Linked DNA regions of Oryctolagus cuniculus: all the other regions are linked to region 1. A link is a contact called in public Micro-C data. All regions are on one chromosome and are shown on one strand. Each heading gives the region's core, a stretch centred on a gene start, on an enhancer-like site or on the middle of the called end of the contact. The rest is flanking DNA. Distances are from core to core; before and after follow the strand shown. Region 1 holds the start of STAG1 (STAG1 cohesin complex component). Region 2 holds the start of MSL2 (MSL complex subunit 2). Region 3 overlaps PCCB (propionyl-CoA carboxylase subunit beta).

Evidence for each region. Hi-C and Micro-C count contacts between places; a contact is called where the count stands out from the background.
Region 2: a contact with region 1 is called in a Micro-C map of ear pinna, with 9 times the contacts expected there. The contact joins the promoter of MSL2 here to the promoter of STAG1 in region 1. A contact is called at or near these places in 3 of 6 Hi-C or Micro-C datasets (ear pinna, psoas muscle and an unstated tissue).
Region 3: a Micro-C map of ear pinna shows a contact between it and region 1, with 10 times the contacts expected there. The contact joins the enhancer-like site here to the promoter of STAG1 in region 1. A contact is called at or near these places in 2 of 6 Hi-C or Micro-C datasets (ear pinna and an unstated tissue).

The regions. Positions count from the first base shown.
Region 1 is chr4:144,872,051-144,876,187 of mOryCun1.1, forward strand. STAG1 (STAG1 cohesin complex component) reads left to right here and starts at 1,929. Exons shown (of 35, transcript XM_070072781.1): 1 at 1,929-2,328.
Region 2 is chr4:145,377,352-145,381,488 of mOryCun1.1, forward strand. MSL2 (MSL complex subunit 2) reads left to right here and starts at 2,400. Exons shown (of 4, transcript XM_070072787.1): 1 at 2,400-2,702; 2 at 3,964-4,137.
Region 3 is chr4:145,292,912-145,297,048 of mOryCun1.1, forward strand. It overlaps PCCB (propionyl-CoA carboxylase subunit beta), which reads right to left. Exons shown (of 15, transcript XM_051859006.2): 9 at 2,767-2,848. Among named protein-coding and RNA genes, the nearest start is that of PCCB, 38 kb to the right of the region's middle. Within about 2 kb of position 2,225, at least 2 of the 8 cell types and tissues checked have an H3K27ac peak or open chromatin away from gene starts, as enhancers often do.

The DNA of each region.
Region 1 (4,137 bases), core at 679-3,178:
ACTTTGTAAGAGAAAGAAATGTAGCCGAGAAGACCAGAGAGCCAGGGGTTGAACTATGGAATGGAAGGAAGAGAAGCTAGCAAAGGAATCAGACCAATGGACCCAGTAGCTATAGATTCAGGTAACTGTCTCAAGAGAAACATTTTCTCAAAGGGAAAAATTTCCAGGCTTCAAGGCAGGGGTGGAGATTGGTGGAGGCCGTGATTACTTCTCTTGAGAAACGTGACAGTGACGGGAAGGGTGACAGTATAGCAGCTGGAGGGACTGATAACAGAGTGCCTTTTTTTTTTTTTTTTTTTTTTTAAGAAAATAAACTGAAAATAGGAAGAAGCCAGTGGACGGGATAGGAAAGTAGTGGTGGGATGCAGTCCAGGAGCGGTTTGCTTGGGAGAAGAGGGAAGGGGGATGGGCTCATTTGGTGATAACTTTTGAGATCATGTTCATAGTGTAATATGGAGAGAATGTAAAACCACAATTGGAGTCTCACAGCGTTGAGTCCAGGAACCTAGATGAAGTCATTGATTAGTATGGATTGGGACTGGTACGTTTAATAATGAAGAAAACTAGAAACAGTCTATGTGGAAAATATATTAGGGCCGGCGCTGTGGCTCAGTAGGATAATCCTCCGTCTTGCGGCGCCGGCACACCGGGTTCTAGTCCCGGTTGGGGCACCGGATTCTGTCCCGGTTGCCCCTCTTCCAGGCCAGCTCTCTGCTGTGGCCCGGGAGTGCAGTGGAGGATGGCCCAAGTGCTTGGGCCCTGCACCCCATGGGAGACCAGGATAAGTACCTGGCTCCTGGCTTCGGATCAGCATGGTGCGCCGGCCGCAGCGCGCCGGCCACGGCGGCCATTGGAGGGTGAACCAACGGCAAAGGAAGACCTTTCTCTCTGTCTCTCTGTCCACTCTGCCTGTCAAAAAAAAAAAAAAATATATATATATATTAGGAAGTCCATCACAGTTTGAAAATATCTATACATCCATCTAGCCCTCAATTCTGACCCAGTCTGGTTGATTGTGACTACCTCCAGTGAAAAGCCAAACAACTTGCGACCCCTGGGAGAGAAACAAGAAATACCCTCAGGGGTAACCTGTTCAGGTAATACTGACATAAAGGTGGTCATGGCAATAGAGTTACACATGGGACTGACAACCCAGGAAAGTAAGGATTCACTTTTGCAGGAAAGAGTTAGGAGCAGGTGTATGGCAGGGGTCCCTGTCTCAAGAGGAAGAAGAGTGGGGAAGAGGTGAGATTCTACAGAACAGTTTGGTCATGTTAGTAATTATTTCCCTTTCGGAGCCACTGAGCGTTGTCCAAAGGCTGTGGGAGGAGAAGCCAAATTCCAAGCTGAGTCTGTATTTTCCCTTCTCACTAACTAGCCAATGCTGCCGCCTTATGCAAAGCCGCCACCACGGAGCCGAGCTGCTTTACAGTGGCAGCACGACGCCAATCGGCCTGCAGCAGGCAGTGCTCAGTCTCGATCCGCGACGAGGGAAGTCCCCAGCGGCTCCCGAGACCTTTCCACTCTAGCGCGGGAAAAGCACCTCGTCAACAAGAAACTGCCCGTACAATGCCAGCCGCCGAGGCCCTAGTTAAACGCGGGAGACACTCCCGCCCGCTTCGCAGCTCGCCTCGTGGGCGGGGGGCGGGGGCAGCAGCAGGGCGGGGCCGGAGGACAGCGTCCGCGGCGCGACCTGGGGCGGGGGCCGGCGACGGATGGGGGTGTTGCTTGGTGAAGGCATCAGGGGGCGGGCTCTTTCCCAGGTGTCCGACAGGCTCCAAAAATGGCGGGCGACCGCTCGGAGCCGCTAACGCGCAGGCGCGCCGTGGCCGTCCTTCCGCCCGCCTTGGGCAGCCCTCGAATCGACCACAGCGCCCTCATCCAGGGGCATCCGCTGCTCGCCATTGGCTGAGCCAGGCGAGCGCTCCGTGCGGGGGCGGAGCCGCCACGCAGCGGCCACGTTTCCCGCCCCGCTGGCGCGCGTGCGCGCAATCCCCACAGGAAAGCGTTCGAGCGCGCCCCCGCCGCGGCCCCCAGCTCGCGCCTCAGCTCCCTCCCTTTTCCGGGCAGGCCCGTCCCGTCAGCGAGGCAGTGAGCACCGCGGCCAGCAGAGGGCGGTCCGGACCCAAGTCTGCAGCGGCGCCATTGGCGTGTGGAAAATGCCACCAGATGGCGGGTTAGGATTGCAGCTCCGTTGAAGGCGCGGCCCCCGCTCCCGAACCCCCGGCGACCACCCCGTAACAACCCCCCCACATCGGGAATAACACACCGGAGACTTTTGGGGGGAAACTAGGTCGACGGCCGGCGGCGCCCGGATGGGCAGCTGAGGTGAGTGCGGGCGGCGGCGACGGCGGCGGGGGGCGGGAAAGAGGGGGAATGCGGCGGCAGCGGCGCGGGGGCTGGAAGCGCCGATCCAAGATGGAGGCCGGCGAGAGCCAGAGAGCGCGAGCGGGGCGCGGGCGGGCCGGGCGCGGGCCCCGCGCGGGGGAGGGAGGCCGCGCGGGGCCTGTTGCGGGGCCCGGCGGCCGCGGGCCGTCCGAGAACGCGGGGAGGCGGCCGTGGGTGCGGCGGGCACCCCGGTCCGCTCCCCACCCCTCCCGCGGGCCCCGAAAACCGTGCCCCCGCCCGCCGGGGCACTACGGCGACAGGCGCGGAAGCCTTTGTGGCGCGCTCGGGCCCGCCGCCAAGCCCGCCCTCCGCTCCCCCCCGCCCGGGCTCTCGGGACTCGCCCGCGCCCGGCGGGGCCGGGCCGAGGCGGGCTGGCACGAACGCCTTCCGCCGCCCGGCGCCCTGCGTTTCTGCGGTGTTGTAGCGGCGGCGGCGTCACATGACAGCGAGCGAGCCTCCGCGGAGGGGCCTGGGGGGTCGCTCGGTGTTGGTGGCTGGCCCGGGCCTCTTGGTGGTGGGGTGGGGCAGGGGGGCCACCGGCCGGAGCAGACGGGCGTCGGAGCCGGGCTTTCCCGCTATCTGCCTTCCCCGCCCCCGACGGGGGCCTCCCGGAGAAACGTGTCCAGGCCCGAGCTCTGCCCCGCTAGTTTGCCAGTCCCCGGGGAGACGAGGCCAATAAAAGTTGTTTTCCCTCCTTTACTCGGGGTGGGGGCGGGGTGAAGAGCGGGGAAACTGGAGTGCCTGGAGTTGGACCCGAGCCTCGTTCGGAAGGCCTTCGTTGGGTGTTTCTTGTGTGCTCTATTGGACTAAGAAATTCTCGGATTTTAGGATTATCGTCTCACCCCATCTATCCACAATTGGAGTGTTACCGATTCTCCTCACCAGGCAGGGAGTCCTGCCCCGGGCATAGAAGTCATGGGATGGTTTTGGAAGCGTGTAGATTCAAAACAATGTGGTTTTAAGGTAGCGAATTATTTGCTGTTAAGTTGGCGTTAAAATGATGTAGTTTATTTTTCGTAGTTGTGACTAGAGAAGACTAAATTTTGTGTCTTACACAAAATAGTGTTTGAAAAAGTGTCTGAATTGGCATAAGTTGTATGATTTGTAACTTACATGGATTTGAATATGGCTTTTTTAGTTTTAGTCTTCCTTGTGTGTGTTTCAAGAAAATAGGAAATTCTGAAGGTGAAGCACTTAGGGACATATGCAGAACAGTGAAAAGGAAAACAACTTGTTTATTGTATTATACTTTGTTCTGTGTTCTCATATTTATAGTGTCTGAAGAATTCAGATTAAAATTTTTGATCAAGGAAGGAAATACTGAAAACTACAAATATTTTCTTTTTATTTTAGAGAATACTTACAACAGAAATTCCCTGTTATCTAAATAAAGTTCTAGAAAACTAACAGGTGTTTTGCTGTATTTTTTTGGTTTTGCTTTTTTGCTTTCAATTTCCAAAATGTACTCTAGGTAAACTAAATTTATTCAAGTGATCCGCCATTTATTTATTTACATATTGAGAGAGAGGTTGAGCAAGAGATCTTCCATCTACTGGTTCACTCTCTTGATGTACTCACAACAGTTGGGGCTATATCAGGACCAAGTCAGGAGCTGAGAACTCAGTCTCAGGTGTCCCACGGGGGGGGGGGTCGGGAACCCACAAACATGAGCATCATCTGCGTGTTGCCTTGGAGGGTGTGTGCTAGGAGGAAACTGCATTCCAGAGCAGAGCCATACTCCACCAGGCA
Region 2 (4,137 bases), core at 1,150-3,649, 510 kb after region 1:
GTTAATCAATTTCAGAAGATAAAAAATAACTGGTTTAAATCCTTCTCCTTCACCCCCCATGAATAGAATTAATCATAATTTTGGGTGTCCACATTTCAAGAGATATTTTAAGAAGCCATTTATGAGAAAATCAGCAAGGTTAATGCCTTACAAATAATCACTTGCTGAGGGTGATTGCTAATTTATGATGTTTGAATGAAAAACAGTGCTGATTATTTTACTCTGTGATGCTGTTGGGGTGTAGACCAACTTGTGTATTGTGAGAGATGACCTTAGAGTTTAGTATAAAAATAGAATCCTGTCACAGTTTTATTTAAAAGTGAGATTTCTTATCCAAAGAATATTGGCTGATGTTTTACTTATTTATTTGAGACAGAGAATCAGCTCCCCCCTACTGTTTCAGTCCCTCACTCACTCCCTGCCTGCAACCCAGGGTCACAGGAGCCAGAACCCAATCTGGGTCTCCCACCGTGGTGGCAGGAACCTCATCTACTGAGTCACCACAGCTGCCTCCTGGGTTTGCATTAGCAGGAAGCTGGAGTTAGCAGCATACGTGGGAATCAAACTCAGGTATTCCGATGTGGCATGTGGCTAAGGGCCCACTCTCCAGGTGGAGTGTTTAAAAATGCCCAAGGAGGAGCCAGGGTTGTTGCCTACTGGGTTAAACTGCCACCAGCCACACCGACGCATGATGTCAGAATAGAGTTCTACTTTTTTTTTTTTTTTTGACAGGCAGAGTGGACAGTAAGAGAGAGACAGAGAAAGGTCTTCCTTTTTTTTCTGTTGGTTCACTCCCAATGGCCGCTGCGTGAATGGCTGCCGCGGCCAGCGCACCACGCTGATCCGAAGGCAGGAGCCAGGTGCCTCTCCTGGTCTCCCATGTGGGTGCAGGGCCCAAGCACTTGGGTCATCCTCCACTGCACTCCTGGGCCACAGTAGAGAGCTGGACTGGAAGAGGAGTGACCGGGACTAGAACCCAGAGTGCCGGCACCACAGGCGGAGGATTAGCCTATTGAGCTGCGGCACCGGCCCTAAAGTTCTACTTTCCATCTACCTCCCTGCTAATGTGCCTGGGAAACCAGCGGAGGATGGCCCTTGTGCTTGGGCCCCTGCACATAGAAGACCTGGAAGAAGCTCCTGGCTCCTGGCTTGGGCCTGGCCCAGTTCTAGCCATTTGGGAAAAGAACCAGTGAATGGGAAGATCTCTCTCTCTCTCTCCCTGTAACTCTGCCTTGCAAATAAGTAAATCTTAAAACAAATATATACCCACACAAAGACACAAATACCCAGTGCCTCAGTTCAATGCTTGCTCCTGGTCCTGACTCCACCTTATTGCTGGTGCAGACCCTTGGAGGTAGCAATGATAGTTCAGGTAATTAGGTTCCTGCCACTCCCTTGGGAGACCTGGAATGTGTTCCTGGTTCCCAGTTTTGGGGGGTCCTGCCTGGGGCCACTGCTAGCATTTGTGGAGTGAACCGGAGGATGGGAGTTTTTTCAGCACCTAGAGAGAGACTTTTAGAATACTTGTTATTTTCCAAACACAAATCTACCAAATACCTATCTCATACCTTTGATTATTCTGCCTTGCTGATAAAATTAGGAAGTTAGATTCTTACAGCTTAATTTTTTAAATGTTGATAATATGCCGGGTCCAAAAAACCTGCCTTCAAATGGTAATAAAAATTATATATCAAAGAGGTTTTATGTGTTCCTTGACAGCTTAACTATTCATGTCTACGCTAAGTGGCAAGCCCCTAAAATTAACATGTACATTTACATGTGCCACGTATATGCAGAGCATGTGCCACGAGAGATTGACACACATCAGTTCCGCTTTGCAAACACGTGGAGAGCATCCGCTATGTGCAATAAATTATGTTGAAGAGTTTTGGTGTCCAGGGATACGAAATGGTCTGTTTCTGTTTGTGCAGTCACAAAAGATTCTGTATTCTGAAGCGGGGGCGGGGGTGGGGGAGAGGACAGAATCATCAGTTAAATTACTTTTATTTATATCCCTGGTCTTCTACAGAAACATAAGTTTGTTTTATTAAAGTCCAGAATTCCAAGGACTTGGGCTCCTGTGAAAGGAAGACTATGCATTCTTATATTCGTTCATAGCGAAGAGCTAGGTCTCTCAAGAGCTAAAAAAAAAACCCAAAACACAGGATTTTGTGTCTGAGGCGGACCCTTTCCGCACGAGTTCGCGGCGGGCCCGGCCGACGCCCCTGGAACTCTCGTCAGACCCCCGGGAGCAGAGGCCGCGGAGGGGCCGCCGAGGGGCGGAGACGCCGCCCGCTGGGCGCGCAGCCACGTTGACGGCCGCCCGGCCGGCCCGGGGAGGGCCCGGCGGCCGAGGCAGCGCCCTTCGGGGTCGGGACGCGCGGTCCCGCGAGCCAGGCCGCGGAGGCGGGGCCTGGGGCCGGGCGCGGCTGTTTCCTCACGCCGCGGTCAGTCAGGACGCGGGCGGGCCGCGCGGGGGCCGGTGCGGAGCGCCACATGGCGCGCCCCAAGCTGGCCTCAGCGTCGGCGGGCGCCGAGGCAGTGGCATGCGGGAAGCCCGCAGCCCACGCTGGGGGCAAGGACGGGTAGCTAGCGAAGACTTCACCACAGCCCACAGGCCCGGGAGAGGGAATTTGAGAGCACATGGGGGAGGGGCGGCGAGAGCGGGCGGCTCGCCGAGAGCGAGTTCCGCTCCGAGCGCCGTAAGTGCACAGCCAGGCATGCGCAGTGCGTCCGGGTGGGTTGGCAGCGGGGAGGGGCCGGCGTGCGCGGGCTAATGTGTTTATCCGGTTTTCTGGGTGGGCGGTCAAAGCGCACGCGTAAGGGCCAAAGGCGGCGGAGCCGGGTGGCAGAGTGCGCATGTGCCGAGCGAGCCGGTAGCGCTGAGAGGGTGTGGAGGGGGCTCTCGGAGAAGCAGGGGAAAAGGGAAGGGAAGGGAAAGGAAAGGGCGGGGGGAGGGGAGAGAGGGCGCTCTGCGCATGCGTGCGAGCGCTAGCGACGACGGCGGCGGGGGAGTCTCGGGGATGACAGTGGCTTTGCCCGTTGGGGTAACGGTCGTCGTCTCCGGCAGGGCCTGAGGCGCCGCACGGCCCGCGGGATCCATTCAGGCCGCAGCAGTCTGGGCCCTGCCGAGTTAGCGTGGCGCGCGGAGCCGGGTGAGGGCGGCGAGGCACGGGGAGGGGCCTGCGGCGGGGCCTTGCTGTGCGCTGGGCGGCGGCGGGGCCTGGCGCTGCGAGCGCTCGCCCGGGCGGGCGGCGGCGGCGGAGGCCCGTCGCGCTTTGGCGGAGGAGTTGTCTCTGCGCGGGCGGCAAAGATGGCCGGGCTGTGAGGGGGCGGCGCTTGCGCCTGGTGACCCCGGAGTGTGCGACTGAGGAGCTCGGGGCGCCGCGGCGGCCCGGCCGGGCCTGCTCCCCGCCCCCTCCCGCCCGCCGGCGGCGGCGGCGGCCCGCGCACTTCCTCCCCGGCCCTCCCCGCTCGGGTGGGGGAACTCTGCCCGCCCGCCTCGCCACTTCAGGGAACCGCGGACTGCAGCCTTCGGGGCGGAGAGCCAGCGCGCAGCCTGGGCCCCGAGTCCGATATGGAGAGAGCGGCGGGGGCCGCCGCCGGCCGCAGCAGCACCCTCGGCCGCCGCCGCGGCTTCCTGCACTAGATCCGGGAGGCCGACGCCCGAGCCCCGCGCGCGTCCCTGTCGCCGCCGCTGCCGCCTCCGCGCCGGGCGCTGTGATGGAGTAGGGGGGCTCGCAGCCGGCGAGAAGCGTGCAGCCTCCCGGACCGGGCCCGGGCCTGCTCCCGCGCACGCCAGCTCCACCGCGTCCGGACATGCAGCTCGCGCCAAGGCCGCCCGCCGAGCCGCGGGGCTAGACTGAGCGCCGAGTTCTGCGCCCTGCGGCCCCTCGGGACGAACTCGAACGCTGCTCTCTCTCTTTCTCTCTCTCTCTCTCTCTTTTTTTTTTTGTCTGGAAGTCTCAGGGACGGAGGAGGGGCGCCAAGGCCCCCATGTGTGGGAGGATTGCTTCAGCTCCACAAACTTGCACGGATTTCGGTTACTTCTTTGGCCAATGGTTCTGCTCTGATTTCTTCAGAATTGTTGCAAATTCGCCATTGTTCCCTGGCTGCTTACAAAGTTGGATCCGGAAT
Region 3 (4,137 bases), core at 975-3,474, 420 kb after region 1:
TTATGCCACGTTTACTGTTATTTAGGAAGGTCGGTATTTTTGGTCTAGTGGTTACCTTTGTAATTAAGTGGTGTGTTTTTAGTGATACCACTGACTCACACCCACCAACCAGTGCTGTCTTCCATCTCCTCCCATGTTCCAGGAGCATTTTTTTCGACAACTAAACATAACATTTTAGGTTATCCTCTACCTTCACCTGTTTTATTCTTATTATAATTATGTGTACAAGTATTTTTAAAGTTAATTCATGTATTTGAAAGTCAGAGATAGAGAGAGAGAGGAAGAGACAGAGAGAAAGATATTCTGTCCACTGGTTCACTCCCCAGATGGCCACCACAGCTAAGGCTGGGTCAGGGAGAAGCCAGGAGCCAGAATTCCAGCCTGGTCTCCCACAGGTACTTGGGCCAGCACCTGCTTCCTCCCAGGCTCATCAGCAAGAAGCTGAATCAGAAGCACTGAGCAGCCAGGACCTAATCCAGGCACTCCACTATGGGGCCCAGGCATCCCAAGCAATGGCTTAACCCACTGGGCCCCAGTGCCCACCCCAGAACACAAGTACTCAGTCATCACAATCAGCCCTTTGGCTTAAATGTTCTCAGTCTCCTTTTGGTTGGATGAAGCTCATTCGTTAGTAGATACCTCAAGACAGACCTGGGAATACAAAATTCCCTCCAGTCTTTGAGATCTGAAACTAGTTGTCTATAGTCCTGAAAGACGCGGGCCAGCTGGGCCACACATAAAATCCTTGGTTGCAGACCACACTTGATCCTCTTCAATGGGCTTTTCTTGATGCCTCATTTTCTGTGTTTCTTCTAAAGACGCCTGATGACCTTGTGAGTTACTTGATCTTTTTACCTGCACATCCTGGATATTTCTGTGTCATTGAAAAACCTGATAGTTATATTTGGGTATCTTCTCAAGTTTGATCATTCTGGGTCACTTTTCCTGTGTGCTCATTATATAGACCTGGGTCTTACTTTATTTTGGAATGGTTTCTTGGATTACAGCTTTAAATATTAATTCCGCCTCAGTAATTTTTCTTTTTCTAACACTCCAATTATATACTTTTTAGTCTTCTTTGCCTCTCTCCCATTATACCTCACTCTTTTCTGATACTTGTTTTAACTAATCATTTTTATTAGATGTATTTTCATTTAATTTTTAGTCGGCAACTTAAAGTTGCATATACAAAAGATACAACATGGTGCTTGGGTGTCTGTGTGTAGTGTGCAATGATTCAATCTATTGAATATCCATTGTCTGAGGTTTTTTTTTTTTTTTTTTGAGGAGAACACAAAGTCTACTTTTACTTTCTCATGTTTTTTTATATTTAGATTATTTGTTTTTATTGACATAATAATTGTACATATTTATGGGGTTTCTCATAATATTTTTATTTTGGTTATTCCCCCACATCTCTTCAGTGCTCCTAATTAAGTTTTAACTCAAATACCTTATCCATTGCACACCTTATAATCATCATTTCTGATATGATCATCTCCCCTTTCATTTTCTTAATTCAGTCACCTCTCACTACTTCCTCCTGTCTTCTCTACATTCTGTCATTAGTCTGTGAATGTTTTTACTTTCGTAACCTGAGGCGAGGAGAGACCACCTGCTTCACAATGTACTTCTACACGGAAGGGCATTTCAGCCACTCAAATGTTTCATTCTCGATTTTTGTTCTCTTATTCTAGTAGCTGGATATAAATGAAAACTACTTGTATCTCTGCATTTTGTGGACGAGGTTGGCAGTTTCTGAGAGTGAACAAGATTCCTAGTTCAAGAGCACCCTCTTCTGTCAGTAGAGCAAAGTGCAGTTTGGTTAATGGCCGGATTTGGGGAGGGTGGTGGGGAAGGGGGGAGCCTGTTCCTCTCGCTGAGGAATGAGGAATCCCTGTCTGGGTTGTCTCCAGGAAGGAAATGGCCAAGTCATCTGATCAGAGCGGGAAATGGAGAATGAGGTTGGGGTGGAGTCCGGTTGTAGGAAAACTCAGAAAGAACAAAGTGCTTTGCCCGTAGGACAAAGAATTTACCAAATTCAACCGAAGCCCAGAGAGGCACACTGAGGGTCTGACTAGGGCAGGAATGGCGCTCTGGGGCTCTCCTCTGGCAGCCACAGGCCCCATGGGCAACATCTGCATGGATGGCTGAAGCCTTCGAACAGGGACAGGGCTTTGCAGGGATATTGGTGATAAAAATTTACGTGATGCACCTTTCGCCTTATTCACAAGCGCTTTTCTGGACCTAAAGAAAGACAATGGCCATCTACAGACCTCCGCAGTTTGCCTAATAGTGTCCAGGAACCTGCTGCACCACGAAATGAATTCAAATGGCTCCTATCCTATTGGATACCCATGTGTGTGTGCACATAAACACAAAAACACAAACACACACCCTGACCCCCTCACAAAATGCCCTGTGTCCTCTTCCTCCAGAAAGACAAAACGACCTCTGGGCTTAAAGCCCTCAACAGAGGAAGCCACCGAAGGTCACCCTGGCCTCACTCTAGACTCCCAGGACATGGTCCCTAATCTGTGGACCCCAGTGTCTTCTAGGGACCCCTAAGCTCTACTGGCCCACTGTCTCCTCCTCCGTCCAGCCCCTCAGTCCAGGTGAACCCTGAGCTCTTCCCAGAACACACTTCCTGGTGGCCTCTGGTCCTGTGTGCCCCCCCGTGTCCCACCTGTGTGGCCTGGCATCAGGACCTGGGGGCCCGTGAATGGCTGCACGAGGACAAACACGACAGGGAACTGTGGCACTTACGGAATGTACGATGTCCACCATGTCGTAGGCCTTGGTAGATTCCAAAGGGACAACTGTGTCAAGCTCAGGAACCAGGCGGTCACTTTAGGTAGAAAAGAGGCAGACGGAGTCAACAAGGGAAGAGCCAGTTACCTGCTGGGGGTGGGGGTGGGAACCGAAATGGCGGAGACTCATCTCATGGGAACTGGGAAAGTTGTGCACTGATGGATTTGCAAAGCACTCCTACCAGGGAATCATTCCTTTGTGACCACCGCATTAAGCTGCACCTGAGCCCGAGCCCAATCCCAATCCCAATCCCAAAGATTTCCAGTTTCCTTTGAAAGAAAAAGTGAGCTTGTTCTCTGGATTATCTTCACTGATTCTCTCTGACTACTTCCTACATTTTAGAGACTGTACGGGATGCTAAAGGACATTGTAATGAACAAGACATGGAGACATGGCCATGGATGATCCCAATCCAACTCCGTAAAACATGAAAAACTGGGGCCAGTGCTGTGGCATAGTAGGCTAAGTCTCTGCCTGTGGCACCAGCATCCCATTTGGGTACCAGTTTGAATCCTGACTGCTCCACTTCTGATGCAGCTCTCTGCAATGGCCTGGGAAAGCAACAGAGGATGGTCCAAGTCCTCGGGCCCCTGCACCCACGTGGGAGACAGGAAGAGGCTCCTGGCTACTGGCTTCAGATAGGCTCAGCTCCGGCCATTGTGGCTATTTCAGGAATGAACCAGCAGATGTAAGACTTTTCTCTCTGCCTCTCCCTCTCTCTCTGTAACTCCATCTCTCAAATAAATAAATAAAATTAAAAAAAAAAAAAAAAAAAAAACCATGGGCCGGCACCATGGCTCACTTAGCTAATTCTCCACTGCGGTGCCAGCACCCCAGGTTCTAGTCTCAGCTGGGGCGCCGGATTCTGTCCCAGTTGCTCCTCTTCCAGTCCAGCTCTCTGCTGTGGTCCGGGAGTGCAGTGGAGGATGGCCCAAGTACTTGGGTCCCTGCACCTGCATGGGAGACCGGGAGGAAGTACCTGGCTCCTGGCTTTGGATCAGCATAGTGTGCCCACCATGGTGACCATCTTGGGGTGAACCAACGGAAGGAAGACCTCTCTCTCTGTCTTTCTCTCACTGTCTATAACTCTTTCTGTCTCTCTCTCTCACTGTCTAACACTGCCTGGCAAAAAATTTTTTAAAAATAAATAAATAAATAAATAATAACAAAAAAACATGAAAAATTAATGAACAAGAACTCAAAAACGCCAAGTCAGAGCTCTGCAGAAACCGCTGGGCGTCCCCACCCCCTGCTGCGAGGCTGGCCTGCTGGAGCGCCTCTAAGGAGCAAAGCTGCAGCCCCGGGCGGAGTCACTGTGGGCCAGGC